Linked DNA regions of Rattus norvegicus: region 1 is linked to region 2. Evidence: chromatin contacts called from public Hi-C data. All regions are on one chromosome and are shown on one strand. The core of a region is the stretch at or near the end of the contact, and the rest is flanking DNA. Distances in the headings are between cores, read along the strand shown.

Region 1 (7,299 bases), core at 2,070-4,569, 480 kb after region 2:
AGACGGGGCATTTTCCAGCTACACTAACAGACATGCTAACCCTGTTGGGATCTCTCCACTCACAGCACTGGTTCTAGGGCAGACCTAACCCTGACTGGCTTTTTGCAGAGGCTTCTCGAACTTCAGCATCACAAGCCAGCCCCAAAGGCAGCCCAGTCGTTTCATTTCTGCCTCCCTCAACCAGCAGATGGCACCCGAGGTCCCGGCAGTGTGGGCCTACTCAGTGAAGATGCCAATCATCTGGGCCTTAGACACCACTAACAACATGCAGGATGCAGAAAGTCAGCACCTCTCTCTACCTTGTTGTAAAAAGGATTCTGGAATGGGATCAAGTTTCCATATTGTGTGGCTTCTTGAGCAGAAGAAACCGATGCGTTTAAAGACAGTGTCACACAGCTCTTTTAAGGCTCCTCTCCAGAACCATGTTGTGAAAATGATCCCCAGAGCCATCCGCTTACATTCTAAAGGACTGTAACACAGAACACCGGTTCCTGAGGCAGTGGAGGCCGGAGCATCGCTTATTCAAACGGCCGGATCCATGACTGTCAGTTCTTGTGTAGAACGAACAGAAATTTCTCTTTGCATATTCCGGGTCCATCTTGGGTCTCCTCACGGTGCCCTCAGCAGAGAAGCCTTCGGGGGAATCTCACATCCATGTTGTTTGTCAGTAGTAAGAGTTTCTGATCTAGAAACCTCACTTTTGTCTTTACTAGACCCCTATCTTTCATCCCACATAAAATTCAAAATAGAGCAAAGACCTTAATTTAAGACCTGAAACACCAAAACTGCTAGAGAGAAATCCTCTCAGTCAGAGAAACCATTTCAAGATAGTTACTAGTAAAACCTTTCTGAGCAGAAATCCAATAGCTCAGACCACAGTCCCAGGGACTAGCCAGTGGGACTACATGAAATTATAAAGTTTCTCCCTGGCATAGCAACTATGAGCAGTGTAAACAGACCATGCTAGAATGGGAGGAAATCTCTGGCAGCTGTGCTTGAAACAGGGAGCTAATATCTAGAATGCTCAAAGAACTGAAAAAAAGTAAACACCAAAGTTCAAAACGTAGTATCAGTACCAGGCCAATGTCCTGAACAGAGTCCTCAAAAGAAGAAATATGGGATTGGAGAGATGGCTCAGCGGTTAAGAGCACTAATTCCTCCTCCAGAGGTCCTGAGTTCAATTCTCAGCAACCACATGGTGGCTCACAACCATCTGTAATGGGATCTGATGCCCTCTTCTGGTTCGTCTGAAGACCGTGACAGTGTAATCATATACATAACATAAATATTTTTTAAAACCTCTTATAGAAATAGGAATAGCCAATAAATACTTTTAAAATTGTTCAACATCCTTGGCCAGCAGGAAAAGGCAAACCGAAAATACTTTGTGATTCTGTCTCATCCTCTTCAAAATGGTTATCAAGAAGACAAACATATAACAAATGCTGGGAAAGAGATCTAAAAAGGAGTCCCCTTACTCACTGTTGATGGAGTAATGGTGTAAAAGTCTACACACACACACACACACACACACACACACACACACACACACCATGTACAGATGTACTAAATTTGAGAGATGATTTGGCTTGTGTAATCACTTCAGAGTGAGTATATGTATCAACCATGTACATGTCACTTTTTAAGCCTATGCTTGTAGTCTGGGTCTTTCAACCTATGTAGGCAAGGGTCCCAGCGCTGAGCCAGATCAATAAACCCTAAAATTATACCTCAAAAAAGGAGGGGTATGGTGGCATAAGTGAGAACGGCCCCCACAGACTCATGTTGGAATGCTTGGTGTCTAGGTAGTGAAACTGCTTGGGAAAAGTTAGGCAGGGTGGCCTTGTTAGAGCAGGTGTGGTCCTGTTAGAGGTAGTGTATAACTGAAGTGGGCTATGAAGTTTCAAAAGCCCACACCAGGCTCAGTCTCTCTTTGTCTGCTGCCCCCCAAGAAATATCCTATCTCATTTGATTCCTTCTGTCCAATTCTGTAACAGTGTTTGGATTTGTTAAAATCTCAAATTACTGTCACTTGGAAACCTGGAATTATAAGTCTCTCCAGTTGCCTCTAGATGTCCTAAGAAGTTTGTTGACTAACGCAATGTCTACCAAACTTCGTAAAACCTGTTAACTAGAACCCAAGGCTTCCACTGTACAATTGCATACAATGCCTAAGTCCTCCCCACTCTTACCTTGGAGAACCTGAGAACCTAGGATTATATCCAGTTAGTGCATGGATAAGGGGCTTTCTTTCCCAAGACACCATTGCAGAGTATGAAAACCAGTAAAACAATCTTTGTACCAAATGTGCTTATTCACCAAATTTATTTTTGAACATAAAGAACACCAGATTATGACAAATTAAAAACAAAGCACCAAAAGTCGCTACACGTTAGTACCTGAGCGGAGACTGAAGGCAAATATTCACATAATAAAGCCACATCATAATGCTGAAACACAGGTAAAAACATTCACAATACTCCACGAAGTAGAATAAGTAGCACTTTCCCCCAAATCACAACCAGTTAAATGTAACAGTGTTAATTACACGATACCAAAAATACACAGGAAACTACACGCACGTGTGTTCAGTGCCCTGCACGTGGTACACCGCACTGGGGAACAGCATGCAGGCTAAGAGAGGGAGAGCCGTGCTGAGGCTGTTCTCAGCGGTCACTTCAGGACAGGCTCCCTGCACGGCGCATTGGTACCACACGACACTTTCTGGATGGGAACTTAACCAGTGTACAAATAAATGATCGCTGTACACAGTCTCCCTCAGCAGCCACGAGGAGTGTGTGCTCTACACGCTTAACCGCAAGGTAGAAACTGATCTCATTATTCACCTACTGCCTCCACAACTTCTTGTCAATCTGGCCGGGCCTTTAAAAGAGACATACTGTCATTTCTACATGTTTCTAAGAAGACTTATTTAAATATAAAATTGTAATAGTCATGGAGGTGAACCTGGAGGAAATACATTGAGTGTATGCCCAAAAGGAACATGTAAAAATAAACAACAGACCGAGTTCCCAGAAATGTGGGCATCTTTGGGCAAAGACTGTGATTATGCTTAAAATTGATTAATTTGGACTTTAATGGAAGTTATACTCATTGTTTTAAATAAACACATAAAAGTGTGAGAATTTAAATTAAACTAAAAAGAGGAGCTAATTCTCCCTTGATACCATAAAAATAACAAGGCAGGAAAAGGAACAAGAAAAATGAAATAGTAATGCTGGGGAAAAAAAAAAAACTACCTTCATTTGAGCTGAGTCACTGGGAAATGACCCTCATTTGGAAATATAAACATGTCTCAGTCTGCCTCAACGCTCAGCACACGTCTCGGAAGGAGCTCTGGTAAGATCATTATCAGCAGAGCAAAGAGACATTTCAGTCATTAATTTTTCTGTATTCAGTGAGTTTAGAAACAGAAGTGTTGTGACTATCCCTAAAATATTTTCCCCCAGAAACTTTAACCAAACCTAATTTCTCGCACACATCCAGACTAAGCCAATCTTAAATTAAAATAAAAACAAACAAACAACAACAAAAAACTCTGGAAAGTAAGGGTGGCCTCAGGAGCAGCAGCCATGTGAGCTCTAAGTAAGTGTGGGCCGATGGGTACTGAGAACTTTTGTTCCAACAACTTAAAAGAAGGGACTCCAGGCAACCCGGAGAAGTAGAACACAGCTACAGGTTGCAGGGCTTTGCTTTGTCGTTTTAAGGCACAGTCTGTTTTATCCCAAATAAATTCAAGGTCACAGTGATGGGGTTTACTCGGTTTTGGTTTGTCTTGGGCACGTTGCTACATTTATAGCTAGTCTAAGTTTAAGAAACCACAGGATCGTTTCTAAATGATATACGTCAGTGCCTGTTTTCAAAAAATATAAGTATGCAGCACAACATCCTAATATGTAAAAATGAAGATTTCGCTCCGGGCCACACAGCAGGGGGTGGGGAGGAGATCTGTTCAAGAACTCTTACAAACCTCTGCCTCGGTGCCCAGAGCCTGGTCTGTTAGGGACAGGCATCTCCCACTTAGGCTAAGCCCATTGCCAAACGGAAGACAAAGCTTCCAGAGGACACAGCATCCTGAAGCCAGTTCTCATAAACTACCTTTCCACTAATTTATCCAAAGTCCCCAACGGTTACCTAGACAACCATCACTCGATCCAGACCAAATATTTCAGTATCTGGCATGTTCTGTCTCTTCACTTGCGAGGTTAACTTATGAAAAATGTGCCAGCATTACAGTAGGCAGGGCAGAGAGGCCATGGGAAACGCTAGGCGAGACTGAATGAAACACTGCAATTTCCACAACATCCCTCTGGGGGAAAACTTGAGTTCCCGGGGCCCACAATGGCTTCTGCACCTGCTACATTTCTAGTTTTGTCTAATGCCCTATCAATGCCAGTGTGTTTCATCAACAACTGTATTTCGTAGTATTTGGCCCAAGATGTGCATGCTAAGTGGCTTGCCTCATCATACTCTATTAGGTTCTACTGGATAAACACTAGGGACTGAACAGAGACATACAGAAAGCAACAGAAACCCCACAGGACAAGCTTTCAACTGTATAAACCAAGACACCTACACCAAAAATGGATTCTGTAAAACAATTGACTATTTACACCACAAAACAAGCCAAAGTCAGATTACTTCAAACGATTACCTCAATTAACTGCTCAAAGATTACTACTGAGTGGACTCATCGTTTACCCAGCAATGTCAGGAAACCAGACGCAACAGAACACAGAATGCACTGTCCTAAAGCTTTGAGCATTTTCAAAGAAAAACAGAGTATGGAACATGTTTTCAAGATATCCACATTTATTGTAAGTCCTAGATGAAAAATACTGAAAAGATTACTTTTGTTTTATCCCCAGATTACTAAGAAAGTTCATTGGCACAAATATCCAGAGGTATCTTACAGTTTCATTTAGCTTTGGTGATAAAGTATATTTGCTAACTGTGAGGATACTTAGCTTCCAATACAGATTACCCTAAAAAATTTTTAAATGTATCCTTTTTTTTCCTAAAAAAGGGATGTAAAAAGTCCAATATGAAACAGAAAAAGTACACATGAAATACAAAATACACTGTCTATTAGGCTCTAGAGCAGTTAATGGTGCTACATGGTGTCTACAAACTTTTGTCACAGTAACATCACTACCTTACAAATACTAAAAGTAAAAACCATTTAAAATAGCACATGAACTTTACAAAATGGATCCCCATAGACTTCTTAGACCGAGATTAGGATTCAGATAGGAAAGTTTGCTCTAACTAAACACCAATAGATCTAGTTTTCCACTGATGTTCAAATCAACAACGTACAGAATGATTACAGGTTGATTCTGACTCAGATAACCATTCTACACCGTCATCAGAAGTTAAGTGGTTTCTTAGCATACAGATGGGTTTTGGCAGCATAACATGCCATGCCCTTATAAAAAACTGCTCTTGATTTTAAGATTATTATTCCCACACTTTAATCAAGTTGTAGCTTAGATACTGCCAGCTTTGAAACACATGGTTGCCCTCGTTGCACGGCTATGTTTGCAGCATTAACAGAGTAACAGATGTCTTAAATTATCACCACTTCCGATTCTTGCTCTGTTCTCAAAACCAAGCTACCAACATAGGAAATTCTGTTTTCATTTATTCACGATGTTTTACAGATGCACAAGTTTAAGCATTTGTAGCACACACTTGGACTGCTGATCTGATTTCCATTTCCCATAATCCTATGGAGAGCTAGGAATTCGAGGAGCCCAGAGCTTTCTTATTCCCTCACGCATCAGCAAGCCTTATGCTGAGAAAGTAGATACTCACAGAATTATAAATGTGTCCTGTTCAAAAAGTCTGCAGTAAGATCCCATCTCTCATTCTTAGAGTTTGTAGAGTGAGTCCTGTATTTATTTTCTGTGGTAGGGAAGCTTTCCTGGAAGGAACTAATGTCGTAAACTCTCATGGTGCCCTTTATTCTGGCAAGTGTCATACTCCCCAAATGGACTGTGACCCTCGACAAACTTCATAGTCTGTTTCCTATGATATACAAATTCACAAATCTTCCACACAGTTGAAAAACAACCAACAAAATCCTCGGATCCAATGAATCAACATACTTCTAGATTTTCCCCATCTGTTCAATTACAGCTTTCTAAAAGTTTGTATCCAAACCAAATACTGCAAGGCAATGCATGACTAATTCAGACCTGTCTAAGGAGACATATGAGGCACCTGGCTTATCCTACGATTACGGAATCAACTGCTCATGATATTTGTGGATCCCCACCTCTTGAGTATTTTTGTGTGCACATGTTCATGTATGTGCACCTGTGTATACATACAGGTGCAGGGACGGATCAGAGGGTAGGGCAGAGGTCAAGGCTGGATGTCTCCCTCAAACACTTTCTACCTCATCTTATGCCACAGGATCTTTCACTGAACCTGAAACTTGCCAAGATGGCTGGCCGGCCAACAAGCCCCAAAAGTCTGTCTCCACCCTCCCAGTGCTGGGATTATAAGCAGGCACTAGTCAGCCAGTTTCTCCCGTGGATTCTGTCAGTCTCTACTGGGGTCCTCGTGCTCGCACTGCAGGCACGTGACCATCTGAAGCATCTCTCCAGGCCTACTTCCCATGAGCCTCTGCAGCTTCGAAGAACTACTAAAAACCGAGTTCTGCTTCCCTGTTTCACCATCCTCCATAGGAGGGTGCATGGTGAATGAACACCTTCTCTGTGTGTGGGATTAGGAGGGTGCATGGTGAATGAACACCTTATGCTATGAGTGAAAAGAGTAAAAGGCTAAAAGAAAGTACAGGGACTTGGTAATGAATAAGACAATCAGCCTTGTATGAATTCGTGAGCACTGTGAAAACGTGTCATGTTGACATGTGTGATAATTATATAGATACTATTATAGACTACTCAATAAAAAGTATCCCGTCACAGACAGCTGAAATTACATAACTAAAATATAAAAAGATTTAAAAGACTAATCAATACATGATCAATATAGATATAGGGCAGCTTCAAAAATCAGTGTTAACCCAGCATAAATGGTTTCTTTAGAAGTTTTTGTTATAGTGATACCCAAGAGTAAAATTTACTTAATTTTGGTATGAAGTGAATCCAGGCGAGCTGTGTGTTACTCAACAGTAGAGAACGTAATTAAGATACTGGGGCTCTGGATTCAATTCCTGGTGTGCTCATTCACATAGACACACGACTGCAATAGCAACTTCTATCTAATTATCAGTCCAGGAGCTGGAGAGCAGGCTTAGTCAAGAGC
Region 2 (6,417 bases), core at 947-3,446:
AGTATCCGGTATGACGGCAATGATTTTAGCCTACTCATGGAGAGACATCTCAGTTCTGACACTTTATGAATACATTTTGGGTTTCCTTCCACTGCAGGCAGAACTGTGTTTGTCACTCCTGTGGGCGTTCAGCTCTTTGGAAGGCTAACTCAAACACCAGAGCGTTCATGGCAGTCTGGGTCACTGACAAGGTTGAGCCCTTCCTTGATCGATCTTACTGTCAGTACATAAAATGGATACAGATATATTACCTGAACTAGATGATTATAATTAATATAAATCAAGTGGGGAGTATATTAGTTATCGCAGTTGATTCTCACCATAATCATTCACCGTTGTTACATGCTAAAAATAATTTCCAAACCTCTCAAAATATATCTTCTAGAAGCTATAATTATTATCCTTAAAAAATAGCTGTCACGTCTCAACATTTTATCAGATAAACCAAGCTCCTAGAATTTTGTATTATCTCTTTATTTTGTGTGGGCTGTCCACCCACACTGTTCACATCTTCTGAGAATCCATCAGAACCTGTGAGTTTGATGGCACTGTAGGGACCTCGTAGTCTGAGGAACTGTTCTCAGATGAGGAAACACAAGCCCCAGAAACCCGCGGTGACTGTGTAGGGTCAGGTCTCCACAAGCAAACTTACAGCCAGTACTCAAGGTGTAAAAAGTGCAATGAATACACAGGGCCAGCTTCCTGCAGGGAACAACTACAACTTGTACTCAAGATGTTTCAGGCAGCAGCAGGTCTAGAGCAGAGGGACTGAGCTCAAATCTCGGCTCTAACACCACCTGCAGCCTCAGATTCCTTATCTCTGAAATGGCTAGCATCATAGCCTCTACCTCTTGGAGCTCTGAGGCTATGTGGACAAGTCCCTGTAATACTGTAACATTGGAAGAACATAGCATCTCAGGAGATAATACAAAATTCATCACTACGACCTTGAGGGAGCTCATGCTAATTTCTCTCGAGGTTACATTACGATACATTCAAAAGGTTCTCCTGAAGTGGAAAAAAAAGACACACAAAATGATCTAATGCTGCCCCGCAGAGTACTTGTAGTATTGAGTTTGCTGGTACTCATGACATAAAAATACATTTCACATAACAATGGATGGGGGTGTGTTGTAGTTTTTAACTACTCACAATTTACACAGACAGCTTACAGGAGTGAAAAACTAAAACTAAGTCCCCAAATAAGTTTGTTTTTGTATTTTGGGAATAAATGTAGGCCCTGTGGATGGAATTCATCAGAATAGGTTGGGGGTGCAATGATCTCATGAGAGGGTGTCATAGCACGATTTCACTATGCCCTCAAACCAGCTGAACACTGTGAGAGTTGTCACTGACTGCTATCTAGATGAAACTTGGGAAGGGGATTGATACCACAAGGAGGTATCATTGAAACAAGGTATTTTGGATCCAGGACACTTTATTAAGTTTAAGGGCACTTTTTTTAAAATATAAAGAGACATGTTCCACATCTTATCAGCAAGACACACCCTGGGACTACTAAGTGTTATTTCTGTTTCAGCACAAACTAATCTCAGGATCCCCCAAGTGAGAGGCAGTTACCCGACAGCCTGCCTCTCCAACAGCCTCTGCACTGGAATGGTTAATTTTCCCAGGAAGCGTTTGATGATGGGCCGGCTCTTGGCAAATTTGTCTTTGATTTCAATTTCTAAGACATCGGTCAAAAGTGCAAAAAAGGAGTATTTCTGAAATAAAAAAAATATGTGTTGGCTAAGAAGACAAACACAGAATCCTATCATTTTATATACAGAAAATGGTATCTCTTAGACTGATTGCACACAGAGTTCACATTACCAGTTGCTGTCAATTCTGTACTCAGATAAAACTAAAAAAAGTCACAAAGATTCTTAAAACGAAAAAAGTTTAAAATCTGATTGGCAACAGAATGTTTCATCCAATGATACACTTACTTGGTTTAGGAGTTATAGAATATAGTGTCAAAGATTCGATTATGCATAAAGTAACTTACTGAAGTTAAAGGGAAAATCAGTAACACTGATCCTGTTTCTATTTAAACATTTGACCTCAGCAAACTATGGCAGCAGGAAGTGAGTGTGAGTCATGTCACTTTTCCTTGACCGTGTCCATGCAACCACAGCAATGTGAACTGTACTGGGCTGTTTGACATTTAGGCGCCACTGTGTTTATTTAGTATAATAATTAAAGTTCTCCAAAGGGCAGAGGAATTTGGCAGTCTGCTTAGTGGAAAATAGCACTTGCTAAGAATAAGAAGGCAGCCTGCCTCTGAGTAGGTAGCATTGGGATGCAAAGGCTGGATCCTTGAGATGCCAATGAGAAGGCATGCCGTGTCTCTGCTCATATTTGACTCCGTGTAACTCTGATGAGAAAACCCTTTGCTTGATTCCAATGATGTGATGCATTAGGAAGACGGGCAGCATAGTGCTGCTGTGAGGAACTCTCACATACCATCAACACAATCTGCCTTCGCTTGGGATGCCAACTTCCTGAATGGCTCAACTAGCAAGTCTCTAAAAGTCCATGGAAACATTTGCCAAAGTCCATAGAGGAAGAAACTCCTTTAATCTGAACTGAATACATACTACAGCAAAAGGTTGAAAAAAATACAAACCAGACTTTTTCCCTTTGATTCTGGCTTTACTGTGATTCTACAAGGTAATATTTCAATCCTCTTGTTCTTATAAAACCTTTGTTCATCATGAACTCTTTGCATTACATTTTAATTTTTTAAGAATATTAAGATATATATTTATTTCAATTATTAAACCTGTAGCACACCATAAAGTCGTACCCTAGAAGAGAACAATTCAGCAGTCTTACTAAACAGCTGTCTCTAACAAAAAGGAACTAGCTCACATGCGGTGTACCCTCCTTGCAACAGAACTAGACATCTGGAACCATCGTGCCCACACCCATTCACAGCTCAGGTCTGCACAGAGGGAAAAGACGAACTCACCTGTCAAGTACTGTCAAGCAGAAGACCCCCCCCATCGCAATTCCCCACCCTCCTCTGCCCCTCCCCCAGCCACTGCTGTGTACCTCTCTGTGCCAGATTGGATTGGTGGTGTTACTGATGATAGTGGATCTTCTCTCCTGCCCGTGGTGGGCACAGGTAGGGAAACTGCTCTTCTTCCCTGGCTGAATGGACATCTTAAGATAAGGGTCAGGATTGAAGAACATCCCTTTCTTGAGCCCAACTGCCCTGAGATCTTGAGAAAGGGAGGGAAGGAGGGAGAGGGGTGGGGGGAGGAGAAAGAAGCAGAAGTGAGGAAAGGCAGCAGGGAAGGGGGGGAGCAGAGATGACAGGAGGAAGGATTCAGACATCCTGGTTAGCACAAACAGCAAAGTTCTTAACTGAAGTTCTACTCCAAAGCTCTAGGCAGAGTCCGTCACACTGTGTGCATAAAGAGATTTAGCCACACTGTGTGAGGGTAGAGAATGGTAAGTGGGTCACCTTCAAGCAGAGGGTTCTCCAAGGTGACAAAAATCATGCCAGCCCTTCTTCATCACCTTGTGCCCTAGTTGGAGCGCTTCCCACCCCATGTGCTTGTGGGTTCTTGTCCTCTTTTTCCTGGTGCGGTGTGGTTGGTCAGCCAGAATGTGAGACAGCCTCCGCACAGAAATTCTTAATAATCAGTTTATAAAAATACTCATATATGTAAAATTACACATTTCTGTATTATATGTGTGTATGCATATTGTATATGTGTATGCATGTATACGTTTAAATCGGTTTAACTTAAGAAAAATTTAAAGTACACACTCATTTGTACTACATCTTAAATATCACACATATTCTATAATGAATTCAATATGTAAATGTAATCATTTAAAATAATTCTTCAGTTATTTTTGTAACCTATAAAGCAATTTAAATATTCGAAGAATATCTCATAACTTACCTTGCATTCACAAAATATTTTATATGACACAAGATGCTAAAAGTCTTAGGTGGAGTCTGCTCAGTGAGGAGACATTTTAACTGTCAGGCTGACAGGTACACAAATGTCTAGTATGAAAGCTGACTTAGCTGGGCCTATAACACCTTTCTGAGACTACTGGTATGATTAATGCAGCTTTGGGGCTAAACCATCAAAGCCATGGAAGAGACTACATTTTCATGTGTTTCAGATCACTCTGGAGGTCTTGAACACTCTAGCCTAGAGAAGAAGTCTGCACAGGAAGGCCTGTATTGGCTAGATCAGCAGAGAGACACTGCATTACAGCCCTGAAATACAGGTCAACCTAGGCCTTGGGTTTTATGTATTCCTCAGAACTTACTCTCAGGAAGGAATGGACTGGTCCACAAGAACTCATGGCCTCATACATGAGACAAAACCAGACCAGGGCTGTCTAATGACACATAGTCAGCAGCGGAATAGGATACTACATTAGCAAATATGGAGCTATTCGACAGTGAGGCCTCATGTTGACAACACTGCATGAGATCTAGATTGATGGCTGACCTAGAGACCATCAGGAGGGGGAAGGACAGCGAGGTATGCAACACGTACTCTGTGACGCTGCTGCCAGCCCATCATCCTACTGGTCCAGTTCTGATGCTTCATAAACTGCGCATCATTATTAAACGCTGATCCGCATGGACCGTTCATTCTCTGCATGTTTTCTCTGTTAGTGTAGAGCAGCCTTGAGAAGAAAATGCAGCTCACATTTATTGTCTTGCCCTTCCTGAATACTCTCGCCTCAGACTCAAGACAGATTGATAGACTCTAGATATTAAGTTTACTTCTGAGCAAGAGATTTCCTTGAAGCAAATTCAGAATATCATGGAAACAGCTGCTGAAAAGTCTGACAAAACTAATTCACTCACAGACAAATATTCCTTTGAACAAAAAAGCATTCCACCACCAGATCAAAGTCACGGTGAAAAGGGTGTCGAAGTTAGACATCTGTGATGCCAACTCCTGCCCTGTGAGATGCTACACAGACGAATGAGTCTTCATTAATGCAGGTGATAAACTGCCAAGTATTTGTAATGTGGCGATGCACCCCCTGAATCTACACCATCTCTGTTCTTGCTTCTCTCTATTTTCCTTTGTTTCATTGTTTATAAATAATCCACAACACGTAATAAGCCAAAGAAGAACCCAAAGTAACAAAGGCATGCATGCTAAATATCCCAGTTTCAGCCTTATTGTAAGATTTAAGACATTTATCGAGACATTTTTTACTGAAGCTGTATAGTTCAATTCTTGATCTCCTTCCTTATTCTTAATTAATTTTTTTTTCACCAGAGCTGAGGATCAAGCCCAGGGCTTCCACTAGCTAGGCAAGGGTTCTACCACTGAGCTAAATCTCCATCCCTCCCCCCCTTTTTTAAGCTCATTTATTTATTTAATATGTGTGAGTAAACCACATGACACACACAAGAGGGCATCTGAGGCCACTACAGATAGCTGTGAGCCACCGTGTGGTTGCTGGGAATTGAACTCAGGACCTCTGGAAGAGCAGTCAGTGATCTTAACCGCTGAGCCACCTGTCCAGCCCCCTTTATTCTTAGATAACCAGGCATAGTGCATTTGCAGGCAGCTATTCCAGTATGCCAATACTTTCAGACAAACATCGTCACCCATTGTTAGTCTACAATCTTAATTGTTTTACAATCGATGTTACAGAATTCTACTCATCTCCTATGATTTATACCCATTTCCGTCCACTCGGCAGCCAGCTTCTATGTGAACAGAGGTGGGATGCTCAGAAAGGATTTAAAGATGGACTCGCTGATGTCCAACAGATTTCTTATTTTGAGGAAGATACCCTGTGATTTTACTTTCCAGATAGTAATTCTCTTGCAGTGAGTTAACAGCACTCCTTCTGAATTCAAAAATCAATACACGACTGCCAAGTTTAAAATGATATACAGCAATCCAGCACATCGTTCAATAGCTCTAAACTAAGAAATCAATAGTCGACAATCAAGGGGCTAATTGTTCCCAGTTATCACCAGGGGCTTCAGTGCCTATTGCTTCCCTAAAACATCCCAGGTCTAAAGCACAGCTGTCAGTCACCATGTCCTCAGGGAGCAGTGTCAGAGCTAGACAGATGCTACTATCTATGAAGGTACTCTAAAGTAACTCACCTGGATACTTTAAAAATACCACAGATCACAAATGAAATGTATTTATTGGCCTAATCTGAACCATAAACCACCCACCAGGTGACAACTTCTAAGGTTCATCAGGAAGTTGAAGGAAGGAAAGAAAAGAGGCCTTCAAATGAACAGCCTCACAGAAGTGAAACAGACCACTAAACGAAAAGACCACACCCCAGCAATGGGTAGTGTGCACAGCCTGGTCTGGTGTGATGGCTGTGGCTCATGGAGGTGGCTGCTCTCCAGGTCTCCTCATGCACAGTATTTAAAACGTGAAGGAAACAGAA

Evidence for each region. Hi-C and Micro-C count contacts between places; a contact is called where the count stands out from the background.
Region 1: a Hi-C map of the A7r5 cell line shows a contact between it and region 2, with 2.0 times the contacts expected there. The contact joins two enhancer-like sites. A contact is called at or near these places in 4 of 12 Hi-C or Micro-C datasets (the A7r5 cell line, the Rat2 cell line, Schwann cells and 1 more).

The regions. Positions count from the first base shown.
Region 1 is chr9:63,460,617-63,467,915 of GRCr8, forward strand. No RefSeq gene overlaps it. Among named protein-coding and RNA genes, the nearest start is that of C9h2orf66, 20 kb to the left of the region's middle. Within about 2 kb of position 3,320, at least 3 of the 93 cell types and tissues checked have an H3K27ac peak or open chromatin away from gene starts, as enhancers often do. A contact at or near this core is called in the A7r5 cell line, where this site is marked.
Region 2 is chr9:62,979,500-62,985,916 of GRCr8, forward strand. Hecw2 (HECT, C2 and WW domain containing E3 ubiquitin protein ligase 2) reads right to left here. Exons shown (of 28, transcript NM_001108218.1): 5 at 3,058-3,227; 6 at 1,582-1,724. Among named protein-coding and RNA genes, the nearest start is that of Hecw2, 92 kb to the right of the region's middle. Within about 2 kb of position 2,197, at least 7 of the 93 cell types and tissues checked have an H3K27ac peak or open chromatin away from gene starts, as enhancers often do. A contact at or near this core is called in the A7r5 cell line, where this site is marked.